Linked DNA regions of Gossypium hirsutum: all the other regions are linked to region 1. The links are chromatin contacts, called in public Hi-C maps. All regions are on one chromosome and are shown on one strand. The core of a region is the stretch at or near the end of the contact, and the rest is flanking DNA. Distances in the headings are between cores, read along the strand shown.

Evidence for each region. Hi-C and Micro-C count contacts between places; a contact is called where the count stands out from the background.
Region 2: a contact with region 1 is called in a Hi-C map of leaf, with 4 times the contacts expected there. The contact joins the enhancer-like site here to the promoter of LOC107934643 in region 1. A contact is called at or near these places in 15 of 34 Hi-C or Micro-C datasets (fibers, leaf and seedling).
Region 3: a Hi-C map of leaf shows a contact between it and region 1, with 3 times the contacts expected there. The contact joins the enhancer-like site here to the promoter of LOC107934643 in region 1. A contact is called at or near these places in 14 of 34 Hi-C or Micro-C datasets (callus, cotyledon, fibers and 4 more).

Annotation. Positions count from the first base shown.
Region 1 is chrA06:125,182,365-125,185,732 of Gossypium_hirsutum_v2.1, reverse strand. LOC107934643 (leucine-rich repeat receptor protein kinase HPCA1) reads right to left here and starts at 1,773. Exons shown (of 18, transcript XM_016867120.2): 1 at 1,335-1,773; 2 at 1,064-1,184; 3 at 921-992; 4 at 762-836; 5 at 613-684; 6 at 375-536; 7 at 206-280; 8 at 44-115. The coding sequence starts at 1,416.
Region 2 is chrA06:125,067,744-125,071,111 of Gossypium_hirsutum_v2.1, reverse strand. No RefSeq gene overlaps it. Among protein-coding and RNA genes, the nearest start is that of LOC121230800, 4.7 kb to the right of the region's middle. Within about 2 kb of position 1,666, at least 1 of the 9 cell types and tissues checked has an H3K27ac peak or open chromatin away from gene starts, as enhancers often do. A contact at or near this core is called in leaf, where this site is marked.
Region 3 is chrA06:125,117,671-125,121,038 of Gossypium_hirsutum_v2.1, reverse strand. No RefSeq gene overlaps it. Among protein-coding and RNA genes, the nearest start is that of LOC121230801, 28 kb to the left of the region's middle. Within about 2 kb of position 1,673, at least 9 of the 9 cell types and tissues checked have an H3K27ac peak or open chromatin away from gene starts, as enhancers often do. A contact at or near this core is called in cotyledon, fibers, hypocotyl and 1 more, where this site is marked.

The sequences.
Region 1 (3,368 bases), core at 524-3,023:
AAATATGAACACAAATTCACTCGAGTACTTTCGAGATACTCACACTACTTCCAGAGTTTGCACAAGTCCAAGGGTCGAAGGAAGAGGTCCAGAGAGTTTGTTGCTTTCGAATAGCCTGTAAGACGAAAACGAAATGTTAGGAACACAAGTTTCATGCTGTTATGTCTTGAACTTTTCATCACACGAAAAACCGAATGCAACTTACACATGTATCAGTTCCATATCTGAACTGAAAAGTTCAGATGGGATAGTCCCAGAGAGTTTATTCTTCCCGAAATGGCTGTAGATTACAAAGAACAACATCGTTAGGATACGGAAAATAGAACAACCATGGCAAGAAAAAGTACATAAAATTACACGGAAATTTGACATACAAGTGTTTGGTATGAATCAACAAGTCAAGCCCTGGTGTTGATCCATTCGAAACTGGAATTGGTCCTTCAAGTTGGTTGTCAGCCATGTCTAACCAATAAAGATTCGATAAATTACCGATGGTCGGTGGAATATGTCCGGTGAAGCCATTAGTATTTAGTGATCTGCAGACAATATAAGCCAGCATGAAACTATCTATGATTGTATTGGCCAAAAGAGGTAATTAGGACAAATTCTTACAAGAATCTCAACTGTGGCAGTGATCCTATTGTGTAAGGAATTTGACCAATGAAACCACAACCAACCAAGATTCTGCCAACATAAAGAAAAAGGGGTCATTTACTCATTTATGTTAGGTGATGCTTTGATTGCAAAATAGAACTTCTTACAAGTTTTTTAGCTTCTTTAAATTTCCTATCGATCCCGGAAGAGATCCGGTGAGTTCGCGGTTAAAAGATAAATCCCTGAAAGACAAAAAATGATGCTAATATCAAAGATGTTTGTATTAAGCCATGGAAACAAGTTGCATATGCAAAAAAAGGACTTACAATTGCTGCAATTCAGATAACATCGCGATGTCTCCCGATAACTCTCCAACCAAGTTCATGTTTGGTAATGTTCTGAAACAGAAACAAAACAACATTAGATAAAATCCCGAAGTCGAAACAACATGAACGAAACAACGACTTACATCGAGGTCACACGAGAACCAGTACATTCGATTCCAACCCAACTATCACCACAAGGGTCTGCTCCTGTCCAACTAGGAGGTAAATTTTGCCACTCATCCGTGAGAGATCTTAGAGCAGCATCTGTAAGAATTGGACAAAACAGGTTCCCTTAGTCAGACACCAATGATAAATTCTATATGACAGACAGTGCAATCTTCAAGTTCATGTCATTTTTGCAGTAAATTAGCATGCATATACATACATAAATGATCAAAGAACAATAGAACTTACAATCCCTGCCATCAGTAGTAGCTGTTGTGATATAGATTTGAACTGAAAAAGCTAGCAAAAGCACCCAAATTGTTGAACCCATTTGTGAGATTAACCAAAAGGATTCCACAGTTGAGAGTTGAAGAGCTTAAAAATATTTGGATTTTCTTTCTAATTTAGCATCAAACAACAAAACACATTTGACATGACATTAACCTGTTCTGTTTTCTGTTACTAGTTATGAACAAAAGAGAACAAAGTCTGGGTATTTCAGATACATCAAAAAAAAGGTATAAAATGGTAGTTTGAGTGGATCAACAAATTGAAATTTGCTCTAAAAAACACAAACATTAGCCATGGACACCCAAGTTTTGGCTTTTTTTGTGTTTCCCAATTATTTAGCTGACGTCGAAGTCAACGATCTTAAAGTTCGGATGGTTGAGATTAATAAAAATCCAGATAAATTATTCTTTTTAATGGGACTAAAAAACATTAATTTTTTAATATAAAATACATACGAATTATCATACAGATTATCATATTTAAAACTTTCATATTTAAATTAATATTTCCATTAAAAGAAAAAACAACATTTAAAAATATCAACTTAAAAAATCCTTTAAATACATATTCAGGGTCGGATATATATCTTTATCTAATCTAAACACTAACACCTAAATTTAGTTGTCAGTGATAAATAACAGGACCAGGCCAACTAGCCAGCCTTCCAAGTGAGTCACACGAACATGGCCCCAAGCATTAAAGTATAATAAATATCTTGCATGGCAACAATTGAAAGATAGGTGGGTTTTTGTTGAAATAATTAAAAGTTTGAAGAATTGTATAATTAGACATGTTCATGGGTCGGGTTATTCGGTCCGGCCCGAAAGCCCGTCCAAAATGTAGAAGGGTTTGGGCAAAAATATAAGTCTAAAAAATGGGTTTAGAAAAAAAAAAGACCTGCTTAAAAAATGGGTTGGGCCTCGGGTAAGACATTTTTGGCCTAGGCCTAGCCCGAATTCACTAAAGGATAAAGAAAATCTATTTTTTTATTTTTTAATATTATTTTCTTATTGTTTTCTCCCTATTTTGCTACTATTTTACTATTATGTTGCAATATTTTGTTGTTATTGTTTGGATATTATATAAAATTTATTTTATTGTTAATTTTGTTATTATTTTAAAGACATTTGTTAATTCTGTTATTATTTTAGAGACATTTGCTTGTTACGTTGCATCTATCTTAGTTTTATTTATATATATATTTTTTAAAATTTATTTTTGTTATGAATTTCTTTTTAAGTGGAAGTCCATCATGATCAAGATAAAGTTTTGATATATTGTAAATTCTAATAGTTATTAGAATTAGATCTCTACTTCTTTTATACTTTTTATGCCTATAAATAGAGACTCTGATAAAGTATTGTAAATTACCCTTTTTGATCAATAAAGTACATGCTCTATTGCTTTTGTATTTTTTTTGTTCTTTATTCTTTCCATATCTCTTTATTTTATAATACGTTATCAGCACGATGATTCTCTATTTTTTTCAAAATCTTTCGAAGTCATCCCACAGACCAAATTCTTTTACACCTTAAACTTTCACCCTTACAACTTTATATTCGGGATGTTGAAAGATTCAATCTCAGAATGGATTATAATTCTTATTCTCGATCTTTGGTTTATTGTACAAGTATGGGTAAAGTATAGATTTGGTAAGAAACTTTTATATTTTGATCATATATTCTTTTTCTATTAAGGTATGACTAATATTAATTTTTATTTGACATAAATTTCACATTCTGATGGTATTTGATTTTTGCCTTTCTAGGTTTTTTTATTTATGTAAAAGACATAATTGTTGATTAGATATGTTTGCTATTAATATGGTATGTTTTCTTTATTTTTTTTTGATAAATCATTCTTTTTGAAGTTTTTTTAATTAAGTTATATTATGCATAATATTTAGATGTTTTGATTATTAAATTATTTGTATTAAATATTAACCTACCATTGTTGATTAAAGGGAAATTTGATAGGACCTATTTATTCTTA
Region 2 (3,368 bases), core at 417-2,916, 110 kb after region 1:
AAATTATATATGAACTTTAATTTAATATGCAATGTCATACATAAACTTTGATTTTGTACAATTTTAAAAGTGAAATTTTAATTTGATTTAATTTTCACATGTCGCTAATTAGATTATTGAATTAACATTGTTTTACGTTGATATATTGCATACACAAATATTATATTAATCCAGTATGAAAATAAATGTATGTATTTAATTCTTTAAATGTGCACAATTGAATTCGGATCAAAGTTTCATGTAGACATATAAATCATAATTTAAGGTTTTTTTTTTTTTGTGTTAAGGATACCAAATCAAAATTCATGTATCAAATTGCATATTAAACCAAACTTCATGAATAAATAAAAGAAATTGGATAAAATTGGAGTTGTAATTTTTTTTCCATATGATTTTAGCTTCTTGAAGCCCAATTCCATTTAAGAATCCACTGATTTTGACCCAAATTATTTCTTTCACTAGATTTAGATCCAAAATAAAATATAAACAAATAAAGCCCATATTCTTCAAATGCTGCTTTTAGATGATCTCTCTTTCACGTTTTGATTTCACATTTTATATATTGAGATGAGATACACTTATTTTAATTAGTGGCGGAGCTAGGGTCCCCAGATTACGCTAAAAATGGAAAATTTTTTATTTAAATTTTTTTATAATTTATAAAATTTTAAATTAGTAATAGTAAAAATATATTTTGGTCATAAAAATGATATAAATTTGATTTAATTCTTTAAAAGTTATAAATATATAGGCTATTAAAATGGTGAAATTATACATTTACTATCGTAAAAGTATACAATTTAATTTTGACCTCCCGAATAAATTTTTTGATATCGTTCCTGATTCTAATTACATTATTTTATATTTGATCAATAAATTAAAATTCATTTCGTATTAATACATCATTTAGATTCTTTAATTAAAATAACCTTAAAAAAAACAACTATCTAATGAAAACCAACTACTACAAAAACATAATTAAAATAACAACCGAAATATATTCGAATATAAATCAAAATAAATCTAAAAGTGACCTTTATTAATGCATACATTTATTTCAAGGGCGAAATCAGAAATATAGTAAAGAGGGAACGGACATAAACTCTCTCATAGGTCAAGTCGAGTCCCTACTTAATTTTGAGATTTTTCTTTTCTTCAAAAATTGACTTGATAAAAAAAAAATATAATATAAAATATCAAATTTAAATATTATCATTGTCACTATTAATGTGGCAAATAATATATAAATTTCTCATAATAGAATAAAAGTTAATTTTTAAAGGTGGTTTTTATTTTTTTTAAAAATTAAATTTGATCTTTAACCTTTCAAAAGACTTCAATTATTTTTTAATTGAAATGTTAATTAAAATAACTTGAACTTGAAATTAACTCAAAATAAAATAATTTAGAAATTTGAAAAATCGTCTTATGTGATGGCTTAATGGTTAGGGTATTCACCGTCTTAAATGTGACATGAGTTCAGATTGAGCTAATTGTGTTTATTGTTCAAACTTTATCCTATTCTTATATTCTACTAAAAACAAAAAATTAAAAACCGAAAATGAACTTACCTCTCCCGATTATCAATGGGTCTAGATATAATGTACCTTTTCTTTAGCCCTTAATGGAAGACTTTAAAAGCTGGCTGATATTGCGAAGAAGCTTCAATTTGGTCCTCAGTTAAGACCAAAAAACAAAAAAAAAAGTCAGATGAAAAGTGACAACCCATGATAATGAGGTGCACATTAGATCAACCATTGACTAATACATACTTTGTGTTTACGGCTAGGCTCCACTTTGATTTTAAGATTTAGGGTTGGAGTTAAATGCTGTTAAATTCGTTTTATTTGTTTTTAATTTTCTATTTTTGTGAAGAAAAGTATTTGGGATTATGACATTAAGAATTCCCTCTTTGTCATTAAATTAATATAGATATAATTTAAGTCTTAATTTGGTTGATATTGTAATCGTTACAATAAGGAGTAAATTATTAAGATAGTCACTCTAAAATTAGCTTATTCCTACTTTGGTCATTCTATTTTTTTTTTGTCAATTTTAGTATTGTCGTTAAGAACTATTCTTATTTAATCACTCTTTCGTTAAAAACCAAACAGAGCAGTGATTATGCTGCCACGTCTGCAACTTTTTAAGATCCAATTCTATGCAACTTCTTTTCCTTTTTCAATGCCATGGTCTTCATCTTACGATTTCATTTCATAGTTGGGGCTTCCATAGAGGCCATATCATGTGAATGAATTGGATTCCTGCTACCACTACGGCGACCACCATCCTCATCATCATGCTTAACAACTCCCATCTTGGTATCAGTTCTAGTTAAAGATTTGCCCTCAACACCAACACTCTCCTGAGGCTTATTTTTTCCTCATTTTGAGCACCAACAACATTGAGAGCTTTGGTAGCATCTTAGTGTTTAATTTAAATTTTAGGATTGTAACTATATTTTGTTCAGGTCACAACCGAGTCAAACTTGGATTGAGATCTTGTTATATATTTTTTAAATATTATTATTTACTTTATTTTTACGATTGAGAATGGAAATCATCTTTCCAAGTGACGTTTCAACCAACCGCCCTGAGACCAAGTACTTATTTAGTGGTGTTATGATACTTACTATTACCGACCCATAACTCAAGTGGGTTCAAATAGGTCTAGATCGGATTCTACATAGTTCGCATGATTGAGCTCGCAAATCAAGCTCGCATGATGTTAAGTATCCACAAGGGGGCACTTACACTTTCCTACGAGGTCACACATGAGATCATATATGTGAATGCAGAAACACCTGCATAAACACGTGCTAAGTCTAGGATATAGTACGTGTTGGCATGAATAGAACCCACCTAAGATATCAATCAATAAACAGTAACTATATCATATAAATACATAAACTTACCATCTAAAGAAGACAGAAAAAAAACACTCAACAAGTGGCTATATCATTCACACTATTAAAGTAAATAAATCAACCATCCAACATCGGAACTTTGTTCCTACAACTAAACAAAGGGGTCGAAACAGATGACATGAGACGAAGAGACTGCCTCCTAAACTTGACAAGGTTTGTTAAGGACTAAAGAAACAAATAGTTGTTAAGTTGTTAGTAGTTAAAGCAGTTAGTTGTTAAAGTAGTTTTCTGTTAAAGAAGTTGTTGAAGTAGTCCAAGTTCTGTATAAATACAATATGATCAATCTCAAAATGTATCCTATTATTTTTTGAGAAATGAAACACATCTTCTTGTTTCATCCCTTTGCTGCGTTTCTCTACATGGTATTGAGCTAAGGTTGTTTTTTTCTCATTCTGCATTTCTCTAATGGTGTTGTAGAGCAGGTTAATTTTCATTGTTCTGG
Region 3 (3,368 bases), core at 424-2,923, 65 kb after region 1:
CGTTTCAAAGGGAATACAGCACCACATCCAGCACGATAAGACATGATCCTTTATACCTTTGAAACCATGATTAATTTTTTACTTCCAAAAGCTCGTACGTTGAAAATTACAAAAGGATGCCCAATTATTTAGTCCAACGAAAAATCGAAGCCCAACACGGTAGGGCACGATTCCTCGAATTTCTAAACATTGTACATTGCCTTGTTTTAGAATTTAGAAAACATGAGTGAAATTCTAAAGGAATATTTGATTATTTTGAACAAACAGGAAATCGAAACCCTGCACGATAGGGTAAGATTCCCCAAATTTCCAAACATCAGACATTGCCTTCGTTTTAAGGAATTTTCAAATGAATAATTGTGAAACTAGCTCAAAATGCATTAAATTGCTTGAAATAAAATGGAACAAATAATATGGATCAATAAGTTTAAAGCTTCAGTTATAATACAACATCGTGAATGAAAGACGAAATTATAAGCATGAGACAATATACATGAATATCGTACTATACTTAGTGAATGAAGATAATATAAACTTAAGAAACCAATTAACCAAACAAACAATAAAATATAATTAATTCAAGAAAAATATAACCAAATTCCCAAACATGGATGAATAACAATTGATATAATAATAATACAAAAATACGAATAAATAATATGCAACAATAATATATGGAACAATGTGAAAACCAAAAATGACACATAATATGCAAAATAATATGAAAACTAGGAATCAATGTAATATAAATAATTTAAAAGCGATTAAATATATGATTAATTTACAAAGGAACAACACATGCTAGGGTTTGAAATAGTTTATATGAATAAAATAATGACACTAATAATTTATGAATGATTATTAAACTAAATATTATGTAAGAAGAAATTTGAAGAAAAATGATATACAAAATAATTTAAAAGAAAACATATTGGTTTAAAAATGATGATATATATATATGAAATGAAAACTTAATATAAATAATGTATATACAAAAATAATAAGAATATAGGAAAATATTTGAAACAAACAAAATATAATACCAAAATTGGATTCTTAAAAGAAACAAATAATATACATAAATAAATTTAGAGGAAGAAATATATGAACATGTTTGAAAGGGAATTTAAATAAGTAATTCCGTGTAAAATATATATATGCATCTATAAATATGAATGTATGAAGATAAATATTGTATAAAAAATTTTAAGCATAGAATTACATGGAGAAAATTTTAAAATAATAAATTATATAATAAAACAATTCAACAATATAAAATAAAACTAAAACAAAATAAAATTAATAAAATAATTCAAAAATAGTATGTTAAAATAATAGGTTTAAAAAAATAATAAATAGATCCTCAAAAAAAATATAAAACATAGATTAAACTTGATTGAAATAAAAACAAAATTGAAAGGATAATCTATAAATAAATAGATCATTAAAATAAAACGAAGGATCAAAATAAAAAGCGCACAAATGAGCAGGACTTGGAATGAAAACATACTGAATCTCAAAACGCAGTGTTCAAATATGGATTAAATTGTAATAACGCGCAAATCTCAGGGAAAATGTAAAAAACAAATAAAACACGATTGAGGCCTAATTAGAGATAGGTGCAGGAGGGTAGGGACTACGTGCGCAAATATCCCATCAACAAGGAAATGCGCGGATCTAGGGTAAGTGGGTCGGGTCACGCGAGGATCCTCACCCCCTTGAACGGCGTCTTTTCACTTTGTTATCAAAATTAAAGAAAAAATTGAATGGCAATCTGCCATTTTCGCAAGCAGCAAATGAAATCCCTTTTTGCTAGGGTTTCAGTGCAATTCAACAGCCCCATTCAATCATCATTTCACCCTCATAATCGGAGATCCCCATCTCCATCAAAGCCAAGGCTCGAGGCCTATTCTCACCCGAAGATCCCCATCTTAAACTCCAATTTCGACGAAGGAGACAAGGACCCCGATGGTGCACCCCCGAAGGTAAACCTCTCTCTTATCTCCTTTTATTCTCATGCGAAAAGATTTTGTGCAAAAACAAAAATAAAAATGAATCAAAACATGAGAAAAATGAAATCTCAAATCACCTTCTATTTTTTTGGTTGCTTTTGTATTATGTATTCAATATTTCGTAATGTATTTCTGTAAAAAAGGAAAAAAAATCCTGTTTACATCGTTTTTCTGGCTTTTTATAGCCGATTTACAGTATAAATAAAATAAAATTTGTATTTTCTTGCTGTCATTTACTGGCCTATTTTTCTGTTATTATTTCTGTTGCTCTTCTCGCAGGTTCCATTGGAGATGGTCGTTCGAAAGGAGCGTTCATGAGCGTGAGCGTGAGCGTGAGCGTGGGAAACCACTCGTGGGAGTGGCTGGCTTGTGGCGCTAGCAGGTTTTCAGAAACCTCTAGGGTTTTTGGTATTTCCGAACTATTAGGCCCCTTTGGGCCATTTTTAATTGGGTTTTGGACTAGTGTTTTATTTTTGTTTTGGGCTATATTTTGTTATTGGGCTTGAAGGGATTTATGTGGGGTTAATGGACTGTTTTATGATTTTTATGATTTTATTATTATTTTTAGTTTTTCGCATTTATTTTATAAGTCTAAAGGCCCGGGCAAAATTAGCCTTCTACATATTTTTTTTATTTTTATTTTATTTTATATTATTATTAAATTAGTTAGGTTATTTTTAGTAAACCCCATGTATATAAATAGGAGTATTTTGTTTTTTGAAAGGAGGACTTTGAGGAGACTCGGATGAATTAGTTTTGGTATTCCTACTTCAATTTGGACTTGGATTATTCTCTCTTTTCCTATTTCCATTGGAATTGAATTATTTTCTTTTCTCTTTCAATTACGTGGGAATTTTGTCCATTTCATTTCAATTTCTTTATTTTTTCTAAATTCGTCCAATTGCGTTTACCCCTTCCGTTTTTTTATTGTTTTACAATTAAGTTTTTATTTTTTTTGCCCTAAAATTTGTTTTGACTGCACTTTGGTCCTCCTTGAAGCTGTGCGTTTTGGAGGGTGAGATTATTTCCCTTTTGGTCCCTCCTTGTTATTTGCATGTTCAAATTGGTCCATTTCCTTTTATTTATTTTTGATTTGCCCCAAAAAAATTTTTTTTGCTATTTTATTATCAAATTAACTATTTTAATATATTATTGCTATTATTATTATGTTTCTATTTATATTTATTTTGTTATTCTAATACTATTATTATTTATCTAATTATTATTTATCTATTTATATTTCTACTCTTATTATATTTCTATTTATTATATTTTTGTTTCTATTTATATACTAATATTATTTTCATTATTATTTTTTTATATATGTTTTTTACTTTTGTTTTTAACATTCTATTT